Linked DNA regions of Zea mays: region 2 is linked to region 1. Evidence: chromatin contacts called from public Hi-C data. All regions are on one chromosome and are shown on one strand. Each heading gives the region's core, a stretch centred on a gene start, on an enhancer-like site or on the middle of the called end of the contact. The rest is flanking DNA. Distances are from core to core; before and after follow the strand shown.

The links. Hi-C and Micro-C count contacts between places; a contact is called where the count stands out from the background.
Region 2: a Hi-C map of leaf shows a contact between it and region 1, with 2.5 times the contacts expected there. The contact joins the promoter of LOC100285657 here to the promoter of LOC100283679 in region 1. A contact is called at or near these places in 5 of 25 Hi-C or Micro-C datasets (ear and leaf).

What each region holds. Positions count from the first base shown.
Region 1 is chr1:11,563,629-11,570,280 of Zm-B73-REFERENCE-NAM-5.0, reverse strand. LOC100283679 reads right to left here and starts at 3,704. Exons shown (of 9, transcript NM_001156580.2): 1 at 3,238-3,704; 2 at 2,359-2,435; 3 at 2,069-2,112. The coding sequence starts at 3,575.
Region 2 is chr1:11,772,668-11,779,254 of Zm-B73-REFERENCE-NAM-5.0, reverse strand. LOC100285657 (Putative rRNA large subunit pseudouridine synthase SVR1, chloroplastic) reads right to left here and starts at 2,543. Exons shown (of 10, transcript NM_001158548.2): 1 at 1,994-2,543; 2 at 836-915; 3 at 509-609; 4 at 141-210; 5 at 1-58. The coding sequence starts at 2,495.

The sequences.
Region 1 (6,652 bases), core at 2,455-4,954:
TCCGACTCGACTAGAGCGACTAGAAAGCAATTAGTCGTCCTAGTCGCCGACTAATAACGGTTAGTCGTCCGACAAGGTATAGTCGTCGACTAGTTCTGCCTGTTTTGGGCCACTAATCCAGTCTCTGTTACATGGGCCGTCCCACCATCGTACAGCACAAACAATGTTTTGCCCTACTTGTACCGATACGGTACACACATTACACAGCGCACAGTCGCGCTCGCGCGTGCACCCTTCTCCAGCGCCGCCGCACCTTCTCCATCGCTGTCGCCCTCCTCTCCTGCTGCCCTGTTGTGCTTCGGCAGCCCTCTGCTCGAGCGTCAGCTGCACCCCCTCCATCACGCGGCAGCTGTAGTCTGTAGAGGCTAGGGCTGGGCATTCGGTTTTTTTGGAACTTCGGTTCGGTTTTTCGTTTTTTCAAATATTAGAAACCGGTCGGTTTTCTAGAAAATTAAAAACCGGTAAGTTCGGTTTTGGTTTTTTACTTCGGTTTTTTTGGTAAAAACCGAATACCAAACTTATACTCAAATAAGGATACATGACAACACATTACACATAATTTTAAAAAGTAAAAATTATATAGGTATAAATATTTCAAAATATATCATACATCACATGCAAATAAGTGAATAGCAATTTTATTGCATTACATATTTAATTCACATAATGAAATAGTCAATTTTGAATTCATAAAGTTTGGTATTCGGTTTTTTGGTATTTCGGTTCGGTATACGGTGAAAACCGATTACGATACCAAATACCGAAATTCTCAGATGTAAAAACCGAAACCGAACGGAACTACCAAAAAACCGAAATTTTGGTTCGGTACGGTTCGGTTCGGTTTTCGGTCTTCGGTTTGCGGAAAAAAAAAAGGTCCACCCCTAGTAGAGGCCCCTCCAGCACTGTTTTGCAAAATATAAATAGCATATAGTATATGTATGTATGCAACACTATATCTACTCTTCAAAACTTCCTCCACGATCTTATCAGACCATTAGTTTCTGCCAATGTTATTAAAACTACGTTTAAACGATGTTTAAACTACGTTTAAACGTCAAAACTCTTAGAGGTTGAAACCACGTTTTAGCGTTTTGGCGTTCTAAACTGTAAAACGCAGTGTTTTATGCATTTTAGACTATTAGCTACTTTTGAGCCGGTCTATTAGTTACTTTTGGGGTTCAATCCAACTCATGGGTGAAGTTTTGGTAAGCCAGTAACCTCTCTGTTTTGGTATTTAACTTCATATTATTGTCTGAAATTATGATGTATTGATATTTTTCCTATGTTGTCTAAAACTACGTTTAAACAAAGTTTAAACGTTTAAAAGTCAAAATTTCACCCAGAGCGTTCCAACGTTTTATCGTTTTAATAACCTTGGTTTCTGCCTTCCGCAGCTATCCTCCCGACCCACTAGGCCACTACGGCAATGTCCCTAGGACATCTCTTGATCTCGCATACCCAGTCAAGAAATCTTGGGTCCGCCACTGAATCGGTGTGCTGCTGAAATCAGTGTACTGTTGTCCTGCTACAACTTTATATATTGATATATACATATGGTCTTGTTATAGGTGGACGACTAGGAGTCGACTAGACTTGACTAATCGAGCAAATCAACGACTAATCGCGATTAGTCACCTTATCGGTGCTCAGGCGACTAGAGTCGACTAGCCGACTTTAAAACCTTGATATAGTGCCATCAAGTTTTATTGTCTACATTTGTAATGTTCACAGGACCCTCTATTGAACAATTGAGGTAAAACCAGAGAAACAAGTGTAACAGTTTGTATGCATGAACACATATGAACAAGCCAGTTTAATGATCAAATGGCCACATCATCCTAGTACAGATAATGACGTTAGGTTTTAATTTTACAGTGCATCTAACCATAATTCCTCTTTCAAATAGTGGATCAAATCCTTTCAAATAGAAGTAATACAATCAAGCTAACAAAAAACAGTGCAAATTTGCAGTGTTTTTTCAACAGAAGAAAAGCGAGACAATCTGATCTAGAATACACAATTCGCACAACAAGAATAAATTGGAATAATAGAATGAAAAGGCACTGACCTCATTATATGTTGTTCTCCCTTTACTTTCAACTTTCTCACAAACTGCAAAGGAACAAATGGAACATGCATTAAGGCACCTATGATATCTTGCAGTCACTGCTTTACTGCACTATTCACTACATATGTAGCCTTCAAATGTATCAAGAAATGGATGTACTGACGTGATGGAAACAAAGATGGCATAGTTTAACTGCCTAAATTTTTGCATTTGAACTATGCTCCTATCTTAACATTCCAAAGATAACTGTCATATACAAGTATAAAATGGAAGGGGAAAAATGGACTTACCTTTCATACTAAACTGGCGCAGTCCCCGGTTACCTTTATCAGGACCCACTGCCCGTGTGCCTCTCCTTTTCTTCTTGCTGCAATTTTACAATGCCCCAAAAGCTTAGATAAGTAACAAAAAGAAAGGATACAAAAGAGTGCCTTAAGAAGTAGAAACTCCTGCTATGAATTTCAAACCTATTTACCATGATAAGTAACTGTGTATACAAGAGTGTGTGGTAGCAACATCATAAGACAAGACAAGACAAACAGTAACATCATAAGACAAGACAAACCGCGTGAATGGTAGCAAAAATATATTGTGCATTGTTAACTGTTAGGTTCAATTTACACAGTATAGATTTGTAGAACAATACAAGTCATATGACCAGTATAACAGCTTAACATGGGCGCATACTTCGCATAGACAACACATTGCATTCAGTTCGCCATTTAAAAAGTTTGTCTTATCTAGCAATGCTGACATTATTAGGAAGCCAAACCTACAACTACAAGCCGTGAGCTTAGTACATAGTACATACTTTGCAGCAAAATCATGCTTGCAGACATGAAAATGAAAATGGACACAGAAAGATCCTTCAGGACCTTCAATAAGGATGCTCGTCCAAATAACAACAGCTAACAGTTCGTCGTGAGACATACATTGCTACACAGAATGAGCAACTTCCCACAGTATCCTTCCTGTATTCTCCAGGACAAGCTTTTTCATGTCGACAGACTGTATGACTGTATGGATGCCTATCTCCAACATGGCAGCACAACAACCAAAGCACCCCCGTAGTTCGAACTTCGAATAACGAGCAAATAAGACTGGCATTAGCGCTTCACGTGCGCGGGACCTATAATATACCCATCCGACACAAGTTTCCACAAACCAACCTCGTAGGAGCCTGCGACGACGGCGCGTCGTCGCCGTTGATGTCGAGATTATTCAAGCGGAGGAACGTGCTGTCGCTGGCCGGCGTGGACGCGGCCGCCGCGGGCGCGGCCCCGAGGGCGGGACCCTTGGCAGCACCGTCGGGGGCGTGCTGCTCGCTGCGGCTGGACGGTGGTGAGCCGGCGCTGCCCCCACTGGTAGAAGCGGAGTGCGCGGCGCCGCCGGAGACCGCCGGCGGCGTGGCGAGGGCCGTCCGGGCCCCGGCCTGAGTAAGCGGCGGCGGGCGCTGGGTGTTTTGGGCGCCGCCCCCGTCCGGGTTGGGCGCCGCGCCGGAGACCATGGCCGCGCGGAGATCGCGCGAATCAGGGAGGGACGGAGCGAGGCGGAGCGCGGGATAAACCCTAAGGCAAGGGGGAAGGCGAGGAGAGTAGGAGACAAGTCAGACAACAACCGAAAGGAGGGGAGGTGGAGGTGGGGAGGTGCGGGCGCAAAATGGAGAGAGAGACGGAAATCGACGAGAGCGGCCAGGCCTGGCCAGGCACGGGACCTCGAATTTTGTTTTCCTGAATTTACTTTTGTTTTGGCTTGCGCCGTCTGTTTCGCGTTTCTTCCCTTTTTGAGCCGCTGCGATTTTTTGCGGTTCCGAATGTGTCGTGACGAGACGAGACCAGACGATGGTGGCGTCGCGCAACGCAGCGCAGGCGCCCCCGCACCGTGGCAGGCCGCGGGGATTTGTACGCGCCCACCAACAGCAGATTATAGCCCAGCCCATATAAACACACGTACTAGTTGCCTACTATCCACAGTAATTCAACGTCATGGTCTACGTGCAAGCAATATGGAATTTTACTTTGACGACCACCACTCGTTTGACACGCCGTGGATACTCGGAGCCGGAGTGCACTGGACGCGCCATCTGGAACCGGAAGCGTGTAGCCCACGCTGAGATCCGCGTTGTTTGGCCCAAAACGAATCGAGCCGGGCAGGTTCCGACCCAGTTCAAGCGAAGCCGCTTGGGAAAGCCGCCGTTCGATTCCACGCTCCAGCAGTCCAGGGCGTGTTCGGCTGGCTACAAGCTGACACTGTTGCAGCTGTTTGGACTGCTGCAGCTGCAATCCATAGAGAGAAAAATACTGTAGAAGCCGCAGCCGCAGCCGGATTGCAGCCGCAGCAAGCCGCAGCGAACAGCTTCTGCGTCTGCGACGACGAGACGTCTCCATGCCGAAAGTTCCGTTCGTCATCGTCCCCATCACGCCATCGGCAGACGCGCCATGTCCACGCGCACGAGGTACGGAGCGAATGCTAGTAGGAAAAAAACCGGAAATGCAATGTGTCTTCGGTGGTCAGTGCCAAGCAAATATCACTGCGACGGTGCTACATGGAGGATTTTTGCACATGCAAAGATGTAGATTGTAGAAGTAGGTACTCCTACCACGTATAGTAGGTGGTGGCAGTACATTGTACATGTGCAGTTCCTGTCGAACATAAAAATTGACTAATGACATCATTGACGAGATCTAGGGGAGTTTTTGTTATTTGCGGGGATTAAGGAGATTTAAGTTTTCAAACTAGCTCTAGCTCTGAAGATCTATCTTTAACATAAAAAAAATTAAATCTCTACTATATTTAAAGCATCAGTTTCAACGGTCATCTCGCGTCATCTTTTACAAATAACCTCTCACAGCAATTTCAAATTAACCCGTTGCACGTCTATAGATGGCCAAACGGCGACCCGGCACGGGTCAGACGCCCGCGGGCCACAACTCTGGCCCAGGCACGTCATGCCGGCCTGCTGACTGTGTCGGGCCGGCCCGTTAATCCGTCGACCATTTTGATTAAATCAGCATAAAATGTTAAAAACGATGTAGGAGTGGGGTTCGAACCCATGCCCTGATAGAAGTGCAGGAGACACTGGTCGTGTGATTGGTTTCCTTCTCCGAACGTGCAATGGTTAGGACGCTTTTGATATGGATGGGGGAGGAGAGTTGGACTCACAAGTGCACATGTTAGGACTCTTTTTTAGAGCATGAGATGCAGCATATTGAAGGAACATTCCACTTTTGGAGCGGCTCGATTCCATCTAAAAACTAACTAAATATGCTATATGTTAGAACAAAGTCGCTTGGTTTTACCTAACTCTGCAACCAAACACTATCTTATACTGCAATGTCGTACAAGCTTCATCAAACCTTTGGCCTCGATCTCATCGCAGTCTATGCTCGAATGATACATATTCTAAGAGGCAAAAAAACTTAAAATGCTAAGAGAGGTTTTTATTGGTCCGATGGATGTATAGGGGGTAGAGCTCCTCCCCTACTTGATGTAAGTGCAATCAAGCCCTAATTGTGGGTTTTGGTCATAATGACCATACAATTAGAGGACTAATCTATTTACTAAGCAATGCGACAGGAAAAGCACCAAAAAGGGAGAAAGCTTATGGCAAGGAGGGACACCTATAAAATATGTTATGCATTTTATTCATGTCTCTAATGTAGAGTTGTCGTACTATCAAGTTTCAGTGAATTTGTCTATGCCTTTGATTTTCAAATGCTTAAACTCCACAAAACACCTCTACCTAAACCTAGTTAGCTAGAGCCAAAATTTCAGATAATTCTGATCGGCGTGGGTTGCGCGGCCCTGTTGTGTCCTCACATTGTCGGACATTTATTGACCGTTGGAATCTGAATATTCTTGATTTGTTTAATTCTTTTGTCTCCAATAGATACCTGTTGTGTATCCTAACACAAGGATACAACAGAACAAGTTAAAAGCCCCATTGGTCCCCTTTGAAACTCTCTCTCCCCTCATTTGCTCACTTTGACTCAAAATTTCTGGCTCTTCTCCTCCAAGACTGAAACAAAACCACAAGAACAACAAGAACCCTAGGGTTTCTTCAGTTCTCCCATTGATCATTAGAGCATATCAAGGTCGACATTCATTCACTGATTCCTGGAGCTTGCTCTTAGATGGCGTGTGACTTTCTCCTCGAGCTATAAGATTATTGTAGCCTTGGATTGTTGTAAGTTACCCTTATTTATAGTCCTCGCAAGAGCTTTTGGCTTGACATTGAGGAAGGGTGCATGGTCCTTGGACTTTGTGGCTCTCCTCAACAACGTGGAGGTAGACAAGCCTTTTGGCAAGCTGAACCATATGATAAATGTTGTGTCTAAGTGTTCTTTGATTATTTGAGTTGTTATGGTTTAAGTGGCTTGCATTTGAATACCTCTCTACCCTATTATGTTTGATTACCGCGCATTGCTCATTTCAGTCTCATATTCTAGATAGAAGTAAGAAATCATATATATCAGATTATGTGAAGTTTGAGTGCGTTTGGTTCATTTATCGTTGTCTAACAGTGTCGAACTTTTGCACGGTAGTGCCGGGCTAGGAGCGGCACTACCTCTTTGGATTTTGATA
Region 2 (6,587 bases), core at 1,294-3,793, 210 kb before region 1:
CATCAAGACGACCCACAGTAAACAAGCGTGGTTTTGGCAACCCTGGTTGAATCTTGTTCTGTAAATATGCATAGGTATAATAGAGATTTACCCAATATATGTACAAAATGAATGTTATGCCAGCCCTGTATGGAACATACCCAGCCCTTCAAATAATCATTAAATAAGGAGACAACAGATTTTGACTCTTCACCACATGAGCAAATGTACCTGTAGCACAGAAACAAAATTCATAAGGTTGATGGTTCTTTTTCTCTGATTCAAAAATAATTCACTGGAATACAAGATAATCATGGTTAATGCACAGGGATGATGCCAGAAATGACCTGAGACCCAGGCCGAGCCTGTTCAAATATGCCTAAAATCCCTTATGACCATGATGTTTCTACATATAGTTAAGTGGCCTTCCATGGACTTGTAGACCAAGAGACAGGGCTGGAACACATGGAGCCCAGGCCTTGGCTACAGATGCAGCACACAAATCAAATATGAAAAAGAAGAGACCAACCCCTTTGGCTTGTTAACAGCAAAATACAGCTTTGGAGGCAACTTCTTGGAAATGCGGTTCCCGTTAACGTAGATAGAATCCTTTGAGATGTCAACTTTGGTCTGCACAAAATGAGTTATTTTATCCTTTGATTTAACCGCAGAAAAAGAAATTTTGTTCATAGCATAATGCGCGTAAAAAATCAAGTCACATAAAACAGTTCAAGTGTTCTTGGACCAAGCGATTGTGGTAAGATTAACAGTGAACATTACTATGAAAGCAAAACATTATGGTAGCAAAACTAGTATCTCCTCATTCATAGAAGACAAAAACTCTGAGAATTAATACCTGAGGAGAAGTACAGACTGAACCATTGACAGTCACCTTCCCTTGGAAGATGAGCTCCTCACTGGTCCTTCTTGATGCCACTGGAAAGAGTCATTTAGTAAGCATCTTAACAGACAACGGTGAGCAAAACCAAAAGTTTTGAAGAGTGGAGTGTTATGTTTCTAGAGTTACTCGAAAGGAACTAAAGAAAATCCAAACTCCACAATATCACAAATGACAAGTGGAAATAGCAACCCAAACTGCTAAAGATATCAGGAGCAAACAAGACAAGTATGTAATAGAAGCCACCAATTTTGGGAGAGCTATCTGACTCTAAAGGAGAACAATCTGGATTTTCTAATGTACTCTCTCCGTTCCAAATTATCAGTCATTCCAACTTTCTTAGAAAACATCTCATGTTTGAGCAAATATATAGAGAGAGAGAGTTATAGAGATTTATAACATCAAAAAGATATACTATAAAAATATAATTAATAAAGAATCTAATGATACTTAGCTGGTGTCATAAATGATATTATTTTTAATAAATTTGATCAAACTTTAGATGCTTTTCACTCTACAAAAAAGTTGGAATGACTTATTATTTGGAGTCTCCTTTAGAGTCAAATGGCCACTAGCTGAGTTAGCTAGATGGTCTGAGTAGCACTTATCATGTCATGAGAGCAAATTTCAGATTAGGGTTAAAAAATCTCTTCGTCTGCCCCACGACAAAGCACAGGTCTAAGAACCGGCCCTTGTTGCGGTCATTCTCATATGGGCTATGGCGCCTCTATGTATGGGTGGGGCAGGGGTTTGAGAGGTTTTCTCGACCTGCGTGATAAGGTCTCCATCTTAATACAATGTCTAGGTCTGTCTTATTCCTGCAGGTCAAGTTATTTATATATATAATTTGGGATGGAGCGAGTATGCCATTTGGTAAAAAATGGCTAAGTCCTAGTAGAACCCCAGATATCACCATGGTATCATACAAGCATTGCTATCTCCACAGTCCAGTGCTCCACAAACTAACAAAAGCTGACATATTACTAAATCAATACCTATTCTGATCTAAGATGAGGAACGTTAACGCATGGAAAAAAACTCATCTAGAATACTCCTCCAGCTATTACTACTTGATTGAATGCCTGAGGTCCAGAAAAACAGTAGGACAAGGACTACCTCCTGCGGCGGCAAGGACCTTGGCGAGCCGTTGCGGCTCCCGCTCCTTGATATTCTCATTGTAAAACCTCCTGGCTGCCTTGGAGAACTTGGGCGGCACGGTCGGGGCGGGCTTCCTTTCCTTGCCCTTGACGCTGGCATTGGAAGCAGCCGCGGCGGCGGCGGCAACTGCGCCATTCTGGCCCTTGAGGGTTTCCTTCTTGGCGGCCTTCTTGGCCTCCGCCTCCGCGAGCGCGATGGCCTGGATTACGTCCGGCGGCGGGGAGGTGCTGAGGCGGGGCTTGCCGTCCTCCCCGCGGACGATCCACGGGACCAGCGGCTGCGCGGACGGGGCCTTTTTGGACGGCGCGGGCTCCGCGAAGGTGATGTTGAAGTCCGGGGAGGCGGAGGTGGACGAAGTGGCTCGGAGGAGGAGGCATGGGAGGCCGCGGCCTACGCGGAGCACGGAGGCGGGCCGGGTGAGGAAAAGGTGGAGGGAGACGGCTGTGGTGGCGAGGGCCATGGGTGCTTCGCTGTTCAGAGTTGCAGTCAGGATGTGCGGGGTTTATCGGATATCGGCATATCGCCACGGAGAAGCTGGGGCCTGGGAGCCGACGCAAACGCACCCAGACGAAAATTCCTTCGGCAGTACAAAACTGGCACGTAGGTTGCGGAGAAGAAGCCCGGTTCCACTCGGTTGGGAACTTCCGGCGAGGCCCGAACGAGCCCAAAGCTTGTAGTGGGCCGCTCAGTCCAGTCCCAGTACTAAATTCTTTTATTTTATAGGAGTAATAACAACTTCTAAATTCCTTCTCTTTTTTCTTTCTTTAAAGAAGTACATAATCTAAACGCCAACGTATCATATGCAAACCAAATTATTGTGCAAATTTCGTACAAACCAACTAACAAATGTCACAAAAAATTCTAAAGAAAATTATATATGTACTTCTTTGCCTACTATAGCACTGTATAAAATTTCAAGTTAAAATTCATCATATGTTAAGAGATACAAAGAAGAAGAAATTTTAAACTTGAAATTTTATACAATGGTATAGTAGACAATGAAGTATATCTTTTTATTTTCTTTTGACATATGTTAGTTGGTTTGCACGGAGTTTATATGAAAACTTGGTTTGCACCTCATAAGTTGCCAATCTAGACAGGTATGATTCAGTATATTTTCTTGGCTTTAGTTAGTCTATGGTTCCATCATAGATTTCCTAGAATGTTTTTATTTTGGATGTATGTTAATAAAATAACTAAGTTTTAGTTCTATATACAATCACCACGTGAGTTAATCTTTGTTGGTGATTTTATTTTTGCTTTAATAGGTCTTTTGTACTTGTCCATGTAAACTTCATCCACCACAAACCCATCATGGTATGTTTTACTTTCATCGAAGTACATTATTTAATGCAAGAAACAACCATTTCAACTGATATATTCTTAGTGTTGTGTGCCTTTTTGCTTCTAAACTTTACTGCTTTGCTTGATCAATGTGGAAGCAAATGTTTCAATTATTTCCCTCTACCGTATCAAAGGATTAGATTCTCAATATTTTAGATTCCAGGAAATGGTGCGACCCCTTTGAACATGGTGATTAGCTGATTTCCAATTTAAATTGTTCATATAATGGCTTCCATTTTCTAAACTTTACGCAGGTGATCGTATTGACTGACCTAGTTTCAACGTTTAATCGGTTCAATCGACTAGTTCATAGTTCCGCTGACCGATCAACATGATCGATACTAATCAATATGGATTTATATGACATTTTAACTTTAAAACCTTCACCAACCTACTCAACGAGCAATCTCCCCAATATTCCAAGACCCCTTCCAATGTAGGGCAGGTCTTATTCGATTGTTTTTCTTTCATACTCGTAATCGAGAGGATGTTCAACTTCCATGAGTCTGCAACCTATGTTTTCATATAATATCATCCGCTTCTGTATCCCTACCAATCATCTACGAATGTTTCTTCTTCCCATAAAAATTCTACCACAGTCCAAGTGGTGTGTGATGCATAGTGACAACACCTCTAGTGATAAGTGAAAGCTCTTTTGTGGATTTTGGTGGTTTGGATGACAACCCAATTAAAGGACTAACATGTGTGCTAAGTGTTGAACAGGTGCTTAGTGCAAAGCTTACAGGGTTCAACATAAGTGTTCAAGATTGATGGTCCAAAGGCTGAATTGATTATGGTTGTGGACATCACAAGTAAAGAAGAACATTGCTTAAGTGAGACTTGGTGTGCGTAACTCGGAGACAACTGATCAAGCCAAGGATGGAGGCAAGAAGAGCTTCGAGGTACTGAGTGCATGAGAGAAGGTCATGGAGGCCGAGGAACCCAAAGCTAGGGGTAAAGAATAAGACTTGCAAAGTCAAGGTTGATCAAGTCGAGAAGAGATATGGGGCATCGAGGATCACGACTTAAGAACATGACTTATAGCCAATGAGGTAATACTATGGTTATGTGGTGTAAGTCACAAGAATCAAGATGAAGCTCAAGAAGTGAACAAGGTCACTATAACGAGGAGTAGTGTTAAAGCTAGAACCTAGAAGCAGCCAAAAGAGCTAAGTTCACTTTGACCTTTAGTTTGGATTGTTCCTATGTTTGGATATGTTCTATGTGACCTTTGCATGGTGTTGGAGCTCATATATGTCAATCTAGATCAAGTCAAGTTGTCTTGATGGTTTAGAGTCCAACATCGACCTCAAACAGGCCAAAATGGGTAAAACGATGAAAAGGTTAATTATGTAAGGTTTGAGTGTTCAACTATGTTGCATACACTTTTTACTACATGTTTGGTACTTTGGTTTGCTCTCTGACTCTTTTTGTAGAGATTGTGCCATTCTAAGTTTTGTTTGAGGAGAGATAGAAAAACTGGGAGAAGAATGGGAAAGAGGTAACTTTCTGGAACTAAGTCATTTGGATTATACTCTAATTGTGTTTGTCTAAGTCTCAGGAAAATCCTCCCAAAAGTTGAAGTCAAATGGAGAAAGAATGAAGGAAAAACACTTAGTGTGTTGTTGGCTAGCGCACATGACAGGGAATAGTAATCTATCTGGTGCACAGGACAGTGAATAGTAGCATGTCCGGTGCACAGGGCAACGAATAGTAACATGACTGGTGCGCACATGCCAGTGGATAGTAACATGTCCGGTGCACACATGATAATGAATAGTAACATGTCCGGTGCACACAGGACAGTGAATAGAAACCTGATCGATGCAACAATAGATAGCCCTTTCAGAGAAGGAAACTGCCAATCATATCTTCATGCAACTGTTATTGTGTGTTGTCCGGTGCACCCGCAGACTAGGAAGGCTAGGAGCTTTCCAAATGAAGCTCCAACGTCTTTTAGTCCCCATGGGACTATAAAAGGGACCCCTAGGCGCCTCCAACAATTGTACAAGTGCAGCCAACAAGTCCATACATCATTGTGATCAATTCTTTCTCTCCCTCTCTTATATATCTCTTTGAGTTGGTACTTGCCCTTAATTCATATTTTTGCTTATACCAAGGTCCAATGTGTAGAACTTGCATCCTCGGACCTCACAAGTCCTAAATGCATTGATTTACAAGTATTCATCACCTGTATGCACGAGTTTAGTGAGAGCACCTAGAGGGGGGGTGAATAGGTGACCCTATAAAAATTCAACACTAAATATCCCAACTTGGTTATGAAGTGTTAGAAAGATTGAAACCAAGTTGTTAAAGTGAGAAATCTTCACTTGATTGTTCCTTTAGAGTGAGTATTGAACTTTGGAACAATAGCACAAGTGATTACGCGAGAACTCAAGGAGAGAAACCAATCACAATGAAAAGCGACACAAGAGACACAGTGATTTTATCCCGTGGTTCGGCCAAGTATAACACTTGCCTACTTCCATGTTGTGGCGTCCCAATGGACAAGGGTTGCACTCAACCCCTTTCAAGTGATCCAATTATCCACTTGAATACCACAGTTTTCTTCTTTAGAGATGTTTCCCGTTTATGAGGAATCTCCACAAGTTGAAGCCTCTCACCCTTACAAAGTTGATCACAACACAAAGCACAAGAGTAAGGGAGGGAAAGAAACACACGCAAGAATCGCAGCAATCACACGCACACAAGTCAAGACGTGAGCACACAAACACGGCGCAGGGAGTTTACAACTCAAGAAGTGCTCAAATCTCAAACACGATGATCTGATTGCGTGGCTGCGGAGTTTAGGCGTCTTAGGATGTTCAATGGAGGCTTGGTGTTGTGCTCCATGCGCCTAGGGGTCCCTTTTATAGCCCCAAGGCAACTAGGAGCCATTGGAACTCCATTTGGTAGGCAATTCTTGCCTTCTGTCGGGTGGCGCACCGGACTATCCGGTGCACCACCGGACATGAGCAGTGTCCGATTTCTTTCCTCTTCTGGCAAAGCCGACCGTTGGACCTTTGGGCCACTTGGCACACCGGACAGTCCGGTGCGACCAAGTAACCGTTGGCACGGGCCACGTGTCGCCCGTTGATCGTGCTGCCGACCGTTGGTCACGGGCGCCGTTGGCACACTGGACAGTCCGATGAATTTTAGTCGCGGTGCCCTTGGTGAATTCCCGAGAGCGACGAGTTCGCCAGCCGAG